Regions from separate parts of the Callithrix jacchus genome. Here region 2 is linked to region 1. Evidence: chromatin contacts called from public Hi-C data. All regions are on one chromosome and are shown on one strand. Each heading gives the region's core, a stretch centred on a gene start, on an enhancer-like site or on the middle of the called end of the contact. The rest is flanking DNA. Distances are from core to core; before and after follow the strand shown. Region 1 holds the start of KAT5 (lysine acetyltransferase 5). Region 2 holds the start of CST6 (cystatin E/M).

Evidence for each region. A called contact is a pair of places that touch in the nucleus more often than the background predicts.
Region 2: a contact with region 1 is called in a Hi-C map of skeletal muscle, with 3 times the contacts expected there. The contact joins the promoter of CST6 here to the promoter of KAT5 in region 1. A contact is called at or near these places in 2 of 3 Hi-C or Micro-C datasets (both in skeletal muscle).

What each region holds. Positions count from the first base shown.
Region 1 is chr10:122,802,464-122,808,573 of calJac240_pri, reverse strand. KAT5 (lysine acetyltransferase 5) reads right to left here and starts at 3,681. Exons shown (of 12, transcript XM_078341420.1): 1 at 3,651-3,681; 2 at 3,485-3,551; 3 at 3,089-3,157; 4 at 2,863-2,999; 5 at 2,252-2,326; 6 at 2,068-2,142; 7 at 863-1,111; 8 at 696-785. The coding sequence starts at 3,662.
Region 2 is chr10:123,085,911-123,091,480 of calJac240_pri, reverse strand. CST6 (cystatin E/M) reads right to left here and starts at 2,520. Exons shown (of 3, transcript XM_002755551.6): 1 at 2,241-2,520; 2 at 1,599-1,724; 3 at 1,046-1,234. The coding sequence starts at 2,480. The coding sequence ends at 1,151.

The DNA of each region.
Region 1 (6,110 bases), core at 2,432-4,931:
TGATCCACTGTACCCAGCCAATTTTTTAAAAATTTTTAGCAGAGATGGGATTTCTCTATGTTGCCCAGGCTGGTCTTGAAATTCTGGGCTCAAGTGATTGGCCCACCTCGGCCTCCCAAAGTGCTGGGGTTACAGGTATGACTCACTGTGCCCTGCCAAAAATTGCTGCTGGGTACTGCCACTTGGATGCCCACGTCCACATTAATAATTACAGAATGGTGGTTAACACAGCATCTTCTTCACCTGAGCTCTGTCCCTTATAAAAGCCTTCCCTCATCCTTCCTTCTCTGCCTCTCAGCCACATGACCTTGCCTCTCACAAAGACCATCTCTGTGCATCCATGCCCACTCCTCAGAATGCCACTGCAAGAAATTCCTTTGTCTTCCACGTCACGGCTCAAAGTTAACCTCTGTGAAGCTCTGCTGACCACCTCCTTTGGGTCCTGCTAACCTACTCTCTGTTTCATGACATGACACTGGAATCGAAGACGTTGTTGGTATGTCTGTCTCCCCGTGGACTGTAAGCTGTCAGAGAACAGAGACTGTCTCATTCCTGGCTACCAGCACCTGCCAGACAGCAGGAACTCAATAAAAATGGGCCGAACCCATCTGCTGGCTCAACTGGTCAGTTTTCCTGAGCAGGAAGAAACTGTCATTTGACTTACCCCACAGCCCCACTGCCTCTCAGGCACTAACCTTGTTCTTGCGTCCATCAATCTCAAAGAAGGAGATGGTGCCTTTGCGGTAAATCTCGTTGCCTGGAGGATGTCGGAGGTCACACTTGGTCTGGGGAAGAGAGGAGGATCAGGGACGAGGGCAAGGTGGACAGTGCTGGGAAGGCAGCCTCCCTGTACCCCTCATACCAAGTGACGCTGAAGACACTTGAGGCTACGGCCGTACTTGAGGCAGAACTCGCACAGGTAGAGGACAGGCAATGTAGTGAGCTCCTGTGGGTACGGGGAGAAGTACCACGGCTTGAGGCGGTGCCGGCCCAGCTCGATACACTCAATGTTCTTCATCCGGGTGACGATGTCGTCGTGGCTCCGGTCAGACACCAGGCTGCCAGTCATGCGTGGTGCCGATGGTATTCCATCTGAGCTGTCCTGGGAGTCCTGCCCAGGGCGAGTAGAAGACACCAGGTTAGACGAGACAGCTCAGCAGGACACCACAGCTCACACCCCCTCAACAGGTTTCCTTCAAGCCTAACAGCAACCCTATAGGGAAGGTACCATGACCCCCAATTTCCAGACGTAAAACCTGAAACCCTAAGGGACTGATGATGTGGAAAACATCACCCAATGATCATTTTGGAGATGGAGTCTCACTCTGTCGCCCAGGATGAGGTGCAGTGGTGCAATCTTGGCTTGCTGCAACCTTCACCTCCGGGCTTCAAGAGATTCTCTGGCCTCAGCCTCCGGAGTAGCTGGGATTACGGGTGCCTGCCACTATGTCTGGCTAATTTTTTTTTTTTTTTGAGACAAAGGCTCACTTTTTTCCCAGGCTGGAGTACCAGTGGTGTAATCTCAGCTCACTGCAACCTCCACCTCCGGGGTTCAAACGTTTCTCCTGCCTCGGCCTCCCAAGTAGCTGGGATTACAGGCGTGCGCCACCAGGCCCAGCTGATTTTTTACTTTTAGTAGAGATGGGGTTTCACCATGTTTCACTACCATGTTGGACAGGGTGGTCTCAATCTCTTGACCTCATGACCCACCCACCTTGGCCTCTCAAAGAGCTGGGATTACAGGTGTCAGCCACTGTGCCCAACCAATTTTTTTATTTTTAGTAGAGATGAGGTTTTGCCATGTTGGCCAGGCTGGTCTCAAACTCCTGACCTCAGGTGATCCACCCACCTTGGCCTCCCAAAGTGCTGGGATTACAGGTGTGCACCATGGTGCCCAGCCCCAATGATTCATTTGAACCATGTTCTGCCTGGCTCCTAATCCTACCAACACTAGCCCTGCCCAGGTCCACCACCCCTTCATTTTTATACTCATCACTAAATAACTCTCCACCCTGCCTGCATCCCTTCCTTTTCACGCAGCTCCCTTCTGCTGCTCCCCAGACCCACCTCATCAGTGCCCAGACAATTTGATTTTCGCTTCCGTCCTGGCTGGGCTGCCACTGCCCTACGTGCTGCTCCATTCTGCAGATGAGATACCAGGAAAAGAAGGGATGACTGTGAGATGAGCTTGAAAAGGGCCACCAGAGGGCAGAAGAGAGGAAAGGAACAAGAAATGGTTTGGGGAACTCACCTGGGGAAAAACCGAAGCTGGGGCTGTCTCACTGGGCACTGGAGTTGCTGGTGAAACCACCTCCACCTTCCGTTTCTGCAGAGAGAAACCAACAAAGGTGGGTCAGAGGGTAGAGAAGGTGGGACCTGAGAAGAAAGCAAGGTCCCTGGAATTGCTGAGGGTACCGTTGAGCGGTGGTTGGGCTGCAGGCAGGAGCTGGAGGAGAGCGGCTGGTCAGGCTCGCCACCGGGAATGGCCTCCCGCTCCTTGGGCAGGTTGAAGCGGAGTGTGATCTGGACCGGGATTGGCAAGGTCTTCCCGCTGGCCTGGGCCGAGGCCGGCTGTAGAGATAGGTCCAGGGTCTTCCTCTGGGGCGGGGATGGCAGTGGGATGGGGAAGGGGAAGAGGGGCCCCTCAGCTTAAAATTATCAAACCCCACCCTCTGCCTTCTGAAGGACACAGGACTAACTACTGGACTCTGGGAGCTACATGTGCAATTTGGCCCCCATCTTTTGCAAGCTGAAGTCAGGGTAAGAGGATGCCGCCTCCTGCCCATCCAGGAGCCCCTAAATGCCAACAGATAAGAGAAATAGGAGGCAGGAGAGATGAGGTGAAGTGGGGGACCTACTCACCACCTCTCTCTCTGGAGAGCCGGGACGGGACCCAGGAAGTCCGTTCTTGGTGGGGGTCTTGGCCTCTTTCTTGGGGAACTGGATCTTCTTTAGGTCCAGCCGCTCGTGCGTCACCCATTCATCCAGACGTTTGTTGACTGTAGCAGTGGGGATGGCTCAGGAAGGAATGCCAAAGACTGCCCCCCAACCCCCTACCCTGCTGCCCCACCTTAGGCCCAGAACTCACAATCAATGTAATGGACGTAGAAAAGCTTCCGGCCACTGATGTCCTTCACACTCAGGATCTCGGCCAGTGCTATGGGAACAGCATAGGCAGGGACCTTAGACGGGCCAGGCCATGAGACTCCACCCTTCCACGACCTGAACTCCACCCCCAGGCCGGATCCCTAAGCTGCAGCACTTGGAAGGTCTCATCCAAGCCTCCTTCAGTCACAAGTGCCACCCCTTTCCAGACCCCGCCCTGTACCTCTCATAGCAGCTAAGAGCCACGCCCCTTCATCGGAGTGTCTGAGCCCCGCCCGCCCCATAATTCCAGAGGCCCCTCCCCATCCCGGGGGTTCAGTGGACTCCCTCCCGCCCCTCGCCCTCAGGTTCCTTAGCCCCGCCCCCCGACGTCACTCACGCCACTCATCTTCGTTGTCCTGGTTCCGCCGCAGCACGGGTAGGCGGCAGCCCTCGATTATCTCCCCCTGGGGAGACAGCGCGGCGCCAGGGTCGGCTACTGGGGGGCCTCGGGCTCTACCCACCTCCCCTGGCTCCCTCCGCCCCGCCCCAGGCACCGGACTCACCACCTCCGCCATCTTCCCTCCCTCCACTGCCACTTCCGGCCCCTCTGGGAGACGTCACTTCCGGAACTGAGTGCTGTAGGCTTGGGCCTCACGAAGCCCCTATAGAGGACCTTTGAGAGACACCGCCACCCAGCTGCCAGCGGCAAGACTGCCCCTGTGGCTTGGGGGAGAATGTGGTGTTACAAGCCTCAGACCGAGCCCTAAGTGGAAACCCCACAACGTGCACAGCGATTGGAGAACTACTGAGCCCGTCACCTGACGCCCACCGCGTGCGACGCTGGTCACGTGGATGCGGAGCGGGTCACGTGGCAATATTGTTTGGGCTTTGACAGAGGGCGGTGCTGGGGCGTCTCCTCGTGGCGGCGGGAGGTATCGCCGGGAGTGAACTGCTAGTGCTGAGCTACGGGCCGAGAGGCTGGAGGAAGGGAGTGGCTTTAGAGGGGCTTCAACGCTCTTCCAAGTCTGTGGACTTCATTCCATAGGCAGGAGGATTCAGGGAATATTCCTAGCTTTATTTTGTATACTACGCTTTTTTTTTTTTTGAGACGGAGTCTCGCTCTGCAGCAGTGGCGCGATGTCGGCTCACTGCAACCTCTGCCCCCTGGGTTCAAGCGATTTTCCTGCCTCAGCCTCCCCTGTAGTTGGGACAAAAGGCGCGGACCACCATGCCCAACTAATTTTTGTATTTTTAGTAGAGACGGGGTTTCTCCATGTTGGCCAAGATGCTCTCAATCCTTTGACCTCGTGATCTGCCCGCCTTAGCCTCCCAAAATTCTGGGATTACTTGAGGTCAGGAGTTCAAGACCAGCCTGGCCAACATGGTAAAACCCCATCTCTACTAAAAATGTAAAAGTTAGCTGGATATGGTGGTGTCCTCCAGTTATCCCAGCTACTCAGGAGGCTGAGGCAAGAGAATGTCTTGAACCCAGGAGGCAGAGGTTGCAGTGAGCCAAGATCCTGCCATTGCACTCCAGTCTGGGTGACAGAGTGAGACCCTTTCTCAAAAAAAAGAAAAAGATGCTGCCCAGGCTGGTCTCAAACTTCTGAGCTCAAGCAGGCTACCCACCTCAGCCTCCCAAAGTTCTAGGGCCCCGGCCCCGGCCGTTGTTTTGTATATTAGGTTTATAATTATAAAGATAGTATGTGTGATACTCATCATACATTCAAAAAATATTTAGGGACCCAAAACATGTGTCAGACACTATTCTAGAGCCTGGAATACATCAGTGAACAAAATGAAGACTTCAGGTCTGGTGCAGTGGCTCACGCCTGTGATCCCAACACTTTGGGGCAGAGGCGGGAGGATTGCTTGACCCCAGGAATTACAGACAAGCCTCAGCCACAGAGCAAGACAAATGTTCAGTTAGCCAGGTGTAGCAGTGGCCCTTGCCTATGTTCCCAGCTACTCGGGAGGCAGAGGAGGGAGCACTGCTTGAGCCCAGGAATTTCAGGCTGCAGTGAGCCAAGATCATGCCACTGCATTCCAGCCTGGGTGACAGAGACAGACCCTGTCTCAAATAAAGACCTCTGCCCTCATGGAGCTTACATTCTCCGGGTTTGGGAGAGAAGAGGACAGGTATAGGTAGTAATCAACAAATTTTTTATTATTTATTTATTTATTGTTTTGAGATTATTTGTTTACTGTTTTGAGACAGAGTCTCTGTCACCCAGGCTGAAGTGCAGTGGCACGATCTCAGCTCACTGCAACCTCTGCCTCCCAGGTTCAAGCGATTCTCCTGCCTTGGCCTCCCAAATAGCTGGATTACAGGCATTCACCACCACTCCCAGCTAATTTTTGCATATTTAGCAGAGACAGGGGTTCACTATGTTGACCAGGATGGTCTTGATCTCCTGACCTTGTGATCTGCCCACCTCAGCCTCCCAAAGTGCTGGGATTACAGGCATGAGCCACCACACCTGACCCAACAAATATTTTTATTTTTTTATTTTTGTTTTTATTTATTTATTTTGGGGGGGGGAACAGAGTTTCCCTCTTGTTACCCAGGCTGGAGTGCAATGGCGCGATCTCGGCTCACTGAAACCTCCGCCTCCTGGGTTCAGGCAATTCTCCTGCCTCAGCCTCCTGAGTAGCTGGGATTACAGGCATGCGCCACCACGCCCAGCTAATTTTTTTGTATTTTTAGTAGAGACGGGGTTTCACCATGGTCTTGATCTTTTGACCTCGTGATCCACCCGCCTCGGCCTCCCAAAGTGCTGGGATTACAGGCTTGAGCCACCGCGCCCGGCCAACAAATATTTTTAAAATAAATTATTCAATTAAAGAGTGATAAGTGTTAAGGAAAACAAAAAAACTGAACAAGGTAAAGAAAATATTTAAAAATAGGTAAAAAAAGATGGACAGGCAGGTCACGATTTTAAACACAGTGCTGAGGCAGGCATGGCTGAAAATATATTATTTAAGAAAAGGTTTAAAAGGGTAAAGGAGTGAGCCATGCAGAT
Region 2 (5,570 bases), core at 1,271-3,770, 280 kb before region 1:
GGAGTGCAGTGGTGCGATCTCAGCTCACCACAACCTCTGCCTCCCAGGTTCGTGATTCTCCTACCTCAGCCTCCTGAGTAGCTGGGATTACAGATGCCCACCACCACACCCAGATAATTTTTAGTCGAGACAGGGTTTTGTCATGTTGGCCAGGCTGGTCTCGAACCTCAGGTGATCTGCTGGCCTCTGCCTTCCAAAGTGGTGGGATTACAGGTGTGAGTCACTGCACGTGGCCGCAATGCTGTTTTTTTTTGTTTTGTTTTTTGTTTTTAAGAGATGGGGTTTCACTATCTTGGCCAGGCTGGTCTTGAACTCCTGACCTCGTGATCCACCTGCCTTGGCCTCCCAAAGTGCTGGGATTACAGGCCACTGTACCCCTCCTGCAATGCTGTTTTCTTTACATGACATTAGGTTGAATCTGTCCCCTCATCCCTCCTGTGGGTGGTAATGAGCTCTGCCCCTCTAGGGCTCCCAGTCCAGCCCCATCCAGGCGTCTTGCCCAGGGCATGGCATGAGAGGCATCCTTGTGGTGTGGAGCCCACAGCGTGGACTTGAGAGGCACTGTCCTGGCCCCCAAGGTCTCTTGGCCTGCAGGGGTTCTGCCATCATTGGGCCACATGCAAGTGGAGGAATCTTTATAGGTTCCTGAGTGAGGACACCACCTGGCTGAAGCCCCACATGCCACCCATGAGTCCCTCCTGGGGCTGAGTGGGAGCAGAGCACAGACTCCTCCTCAGAGTACTCCCAGGCAGCCAGCCCTGTTCAGGGCATCACCCATTCTCTGTAGGTTTGCACCCACCCCTTACCTCTGAGAATATTGGGAGTCTCTGGCTATGTGTGTGGCTCTGAGGTTTGCTCCTCTATGCCTGTGATGCTGGGGTGTTTAGGGGGCTCAGCCCTGCACCTTCAGCACTGTCTGGACTGGGACAGCAGCAGATCTGCTGCAGGTGGCAGGGTGACCTCTCAGCTTGGGCTGGGGAGCTGGGAGCTGCCAGAAGTAGGAGTGGGGGTTGGGGGGAGAAGCGAAGCACTTAGGAGAAACCAATGCAAGAAGCGGCACTGGCCATTTATTGTGACAGTTGTGGCCCATGGACCTGAAGTGCCCTCCACCGTGGCCCCAAACCCAATGGCATTCACCCTTGGGCAATTATTACATCTCCACACAGTTGTGCTTTAGGAGCTGAGAGGAGTTCTGCCAGGGAACCACAAGGACCTCAAAGTCACAGCGCAGCTTCTGTAGAGAGAACATGGGGGAGAAGGAGGGGTAAGCCCAGCCTCCATCCACCTTCTCCCAGCAGCCAGCCCTTTGCCTGCCATGCTGCTCCGTGGCAGAGAGGAGCAGTTACTGGCCCAAGGGATGTCGAGCTACATGGCCGGGGCTAGACTCCAGATCTTGGTAGCCAACTTCCCCATTCCTGAGGGAAGCCCCAGCCTCCTTTCTACACCCCATCTTGGCCTAGAGGCTGACTCATCCAGGAGGCCAACAGGTTCAGCCAGACATCTAGATATCTGCGTGTTCAGCCAAACCAGTTCAGGCTGGACGACGTGAGGGCCTGAGGCTCTGGGGAGGGCTGGGGCCAGAGGAGCCCCGCTGTTACCTCCTGCTGCGCCCCTGCCGACAGGGGGCAGGTAGTGAGGTCGAGGTGGTCTCCAGCGACCCTGGTCTTGCGGCAGTTTGTGCTCCCCATCTCCACCGTCAGGAAGTACTTGATGCCGGCCACCAGCTGGGGACATAGGGTAGGGGCAGGTCAGGGGTCTTGACCCTTAATCCCAACCTCTCACCTCCCGGCATATTCTCCCATTGCCCCCAGGCACTCAGGCTGGGGGAGGGGAGAGGGGATGATTCAGACCTGAGTGGGGGGAGTGGATGTTCTGGTGGGGATGCGGGGTGGAGAGACCTGGAGGCTGACCCCACTGGCAGCCTGGGCAGTCATCAGACATGGCCCACCTGGAGAGCTGCCCACTGTCCCCAACTGCCTCCCCTCCCTAGTCTACCCCATCAGGGCAGAGACTAGGGCCAGGCCAGCCAGACAGGCAGGTGGTGCGATACAGGGTTGGATTCTGTCTTTCCTTGAAATTTAGATGGTTGCCCATCATGGAGTTTTGGCATTAATTCGGTTTTTTAGATATTGCATGAAAATATCCCGATTGCGCCTTCGGGCCCCTTTCATGCACGCTCGGGCAGTGCCTGTGGCCCCCCCCGCCTGGGCGCGGTGCCCCCCGCCCCTGGCCCGCCGCACCTGGCTCTGCGCCTTGAGTATGTGCGTGTCTCGGAAGTAGTAGACGCTGTTGCTGCCCATGTTGTAGTGGGCCACGGCCGCCTGCGCCGCCTTCTGCACCTGCGGGTCATCGGGCGACAGGTCCTGGCGTTCTCCAACCATGCGCCCCTGGGGCCCGGCACGGGCGTCGCGGGGTAGCGCCAGGAGGCAGAACGCTACCAGGGCCAGGCCCAGCGCCAGCGGGAGGCTCGCACGCACCATAGCTGTCAGTGCTGTCGGAGTCGTAGTCCGAGTCGTGAGTGCCGAGCCCAGGGCGGCGCCGTTTTTACCCACTTGGGCAGCCCCGCCCGACGCCCGCGGTGCGCCCCCGCGGCCCGGAGCTGGGGCGGGGCTAGAGGTCGCGGGCGTCCGGGGTCCTGCGAGGCTCGGGGAGCCCAGGAGGCCGAGGGGGCGGCGTGCACCCGAGTGCCAAGACGCTTCCCTGCCCTCCAGAACACACCCGGCCAGGGAGGGAGAGGACAGTGACAGCACCCAACAAGTGCCAGTACAGGGACGGTTCTCGGGAGGGCTGTCCAGAATGAACTACCAACCACAGCTCAGGCTCTGACTGTTGCCACCATTCCCCAGCTGTGTGACCTCAAAGAAGTCACTTAACCTCTCGATGCCTCAGTTTCCTCTTCTGTACAATGGGCGTTGTGAGGATTCAGTGAGCTGATGCAGGTAAAGTGTTTACAAGGGGCCTGGTGCTGCATAAACAGCAGGCGAGTAGGAGATATTCCTGCTCAGCGCTGCCTAACAACCAGCCTGGAGTGTGAATGATTCATGTTCTCCCGTGGATACAGTGAGCATGTGCTAGAGGTACCAGCAAAACAGGGCCCATAACTTTGTTTTTAAAGACTCCAATAGGCTGGGTGCAGTGGCTCACGCCTGTAATCCCAGCGCTTTGGTAGGCCAAGGCAGGTGGACCACCTGAGGTCAGGAGTTCAAGACCAGCCTGGCCAACATGGTGGAACCCCGCCTCTACTAAAAATACCAAAAATTAGCTGGGCATGGTGGTGGGTGCCTGTAATCCCAGTTATTCAGGAGGCTGAGGCAGGAGAATCGCTTGAATCTGGGAGGCAGAGGTTGCCGTGAGCTGAGATCAAGCCATTGCACTCCAGCCTGAGTGACAGAGGGAGACTCCGTTAATTAATTAATAGATCAGGGTGGTAATCTATCTATCGCATACTGGCTCACACTTGTAATGCAGGACTTTGGGAGGATCACTTGAGGCCAGGAGTTTGAGACCAGCCTGGGCAATATAATAAGCCCTCATCTCTCCCAAAGATCTGAAATAAATCAACTGTGCATGGTGGTGCACACCTGTGGTCTCAGCTACTCAGGAGGCTGAGGTGGGAGGATTGCTAGAGTCTGGGAGGTTGAGACTGCAGTGAGCACTATACCTCGATTTCCTGGCTTCAAGTGATTCTCCCGTCTCAGCCTCCCAAGTAGCTGCGACCACAGGAGCATGCCCCCATGCCTGGTTAATTTTTTTTCACACCTGGCTAATTCTTAAAATTTTTTTTGTAGAGATGGGGTCTCACTGTAGTGCTCAGGTGGGTCTCGAATGCCTGGCCTCAAGAGATCACAAGATCTGCCTCCCCTCAGCTTCCCAAAGCACTAGGATTACAGGCAGGCTTTGTTGGAATTCTTTGTCTGCATTTTAGAGTTCAGTGTAGTTTGTACTTGTAATTCCATGTTGCTGGGTGGAGTGAGTAGGGGGCTCACTGTCCTGGGACACTAAGATCTTGAAATGCTTACAGCCTCCAGGGCTTCACTGAGGCTTGGAAGAGGCGCTAGGTCACAGTACCTGAAGAGCAGCTGGCAGCCGTGACTGTGATGAATATCGTATGCAGGCATCCAGCGTGTCAACCTCCCTTCCTGATTCTGGGCCTCAGAATCCCAGGATCACAAAAGGAGGTGACTTCTCACAATGAGACCTACACCAAAGCAGTCACTCACTACCCAGGGCAGCTGCCAGCTTGCTACCTCCCTCACTTACTCAGCCCAGCTGTGGAAAACCAACTCTGCCATCTTCCTGGGATTCCAAGGAACTGTCACAAGTTCCTGGAGGGCTCAGGTGTCTGCCTTAAAGGAACAGACTCCAGTCTGTGGAAGTGCTGGCTGAACTTGAGTTGATGAGGAGGATGAAGTCTGGCCAGGACTCTGAGCTAAGAGCCTGGGACGGGTACAGGAAGAATCCCAGGATCTCACCACAGGTGCCAGGTGAGAGAGGCAGCTCCCCTAGGCCTGCTGTCTGATCACTTGGAGCTTAGCCATGGGCACGGGTACCTCCACCACCACTCTCAAAAACTAGCCAAGGCCTGTCTTCGACTCTCCAAGGGCACTCACCCCACCTGCCGCTGCTTTGTGCTGATGCCAGGGACTCTTTTGCACTACAGCCTAGAAATTTCCAAGCACTTTTCACCCACTGATGAATTCTCACAAGCACCCTGAGGTAGTACACATTATTCTCATTTTGCAGATGAAAAAGTTAATCAGAGAGGTTGGGACACTTGTCTAAGGTCACACAGCTAGCAGTGGTATCTTGGTGAGAAAAGATGGGGGAGGGCATTAACAATTACAAGAGCACTTGCTATGTGACAGGCCTTGTCCCAGGGGTTCAATATATGTTCTTTCATTCCCATAGCGGCTCTGCAGAGACAATGATTATTACCTCCTCCTACAAGGAGGAAATGGGAGGTCAAAAGGTTAGTGGTGGGTACTGGTGCACAAGTCCTGGGCTGCTCTACAGGGGTATGAGGTCTGCTGTGCATGGGTGGGGGTTGCTTCTTACAGGTGGGAGGTCCCTGAGCACTTTCCCAGGGCCTGACTCCATCCCTTCTCGACCACTCTGGCTTCCAGGAGTCTTGGGCCAAGCATGAGCTTGAGGTTGGCCAAATGTACTGGCCACAGGGCACAGCCTCCAGTTTTGCAGTGGCCCAGACACCCCAACCCAGGTTGTCCACAGCACCCCTCTCTTGCCCCTGGCCTGATGGGTGGTGATAACCAGGGCAGGATCTTGACATCTCCTTCCCCCTGGGATAAGGCCCTCCAAGGCCTTGTTGCTTCCCCAGAACCCTCTTCCTGGAACCTTCAATTGGGCAGAGGGTACTTCCCTCCCCCAGGGCTCTGTAGACCCATGTTCTGGAAAGGAGATCTTTCAGCAAGGAAACCTGTAATCCAACAGGGATGAAAGTTCCCCCCTGGGGAGGTGCGCTCCCAAGCACCGCTGGTTCACTGAATCTTCACAACCCTGCACCAGCAGGTAGAAGAGGCTGTAGCTCAGAGCAGTGAAGCAACTTGCTCCAG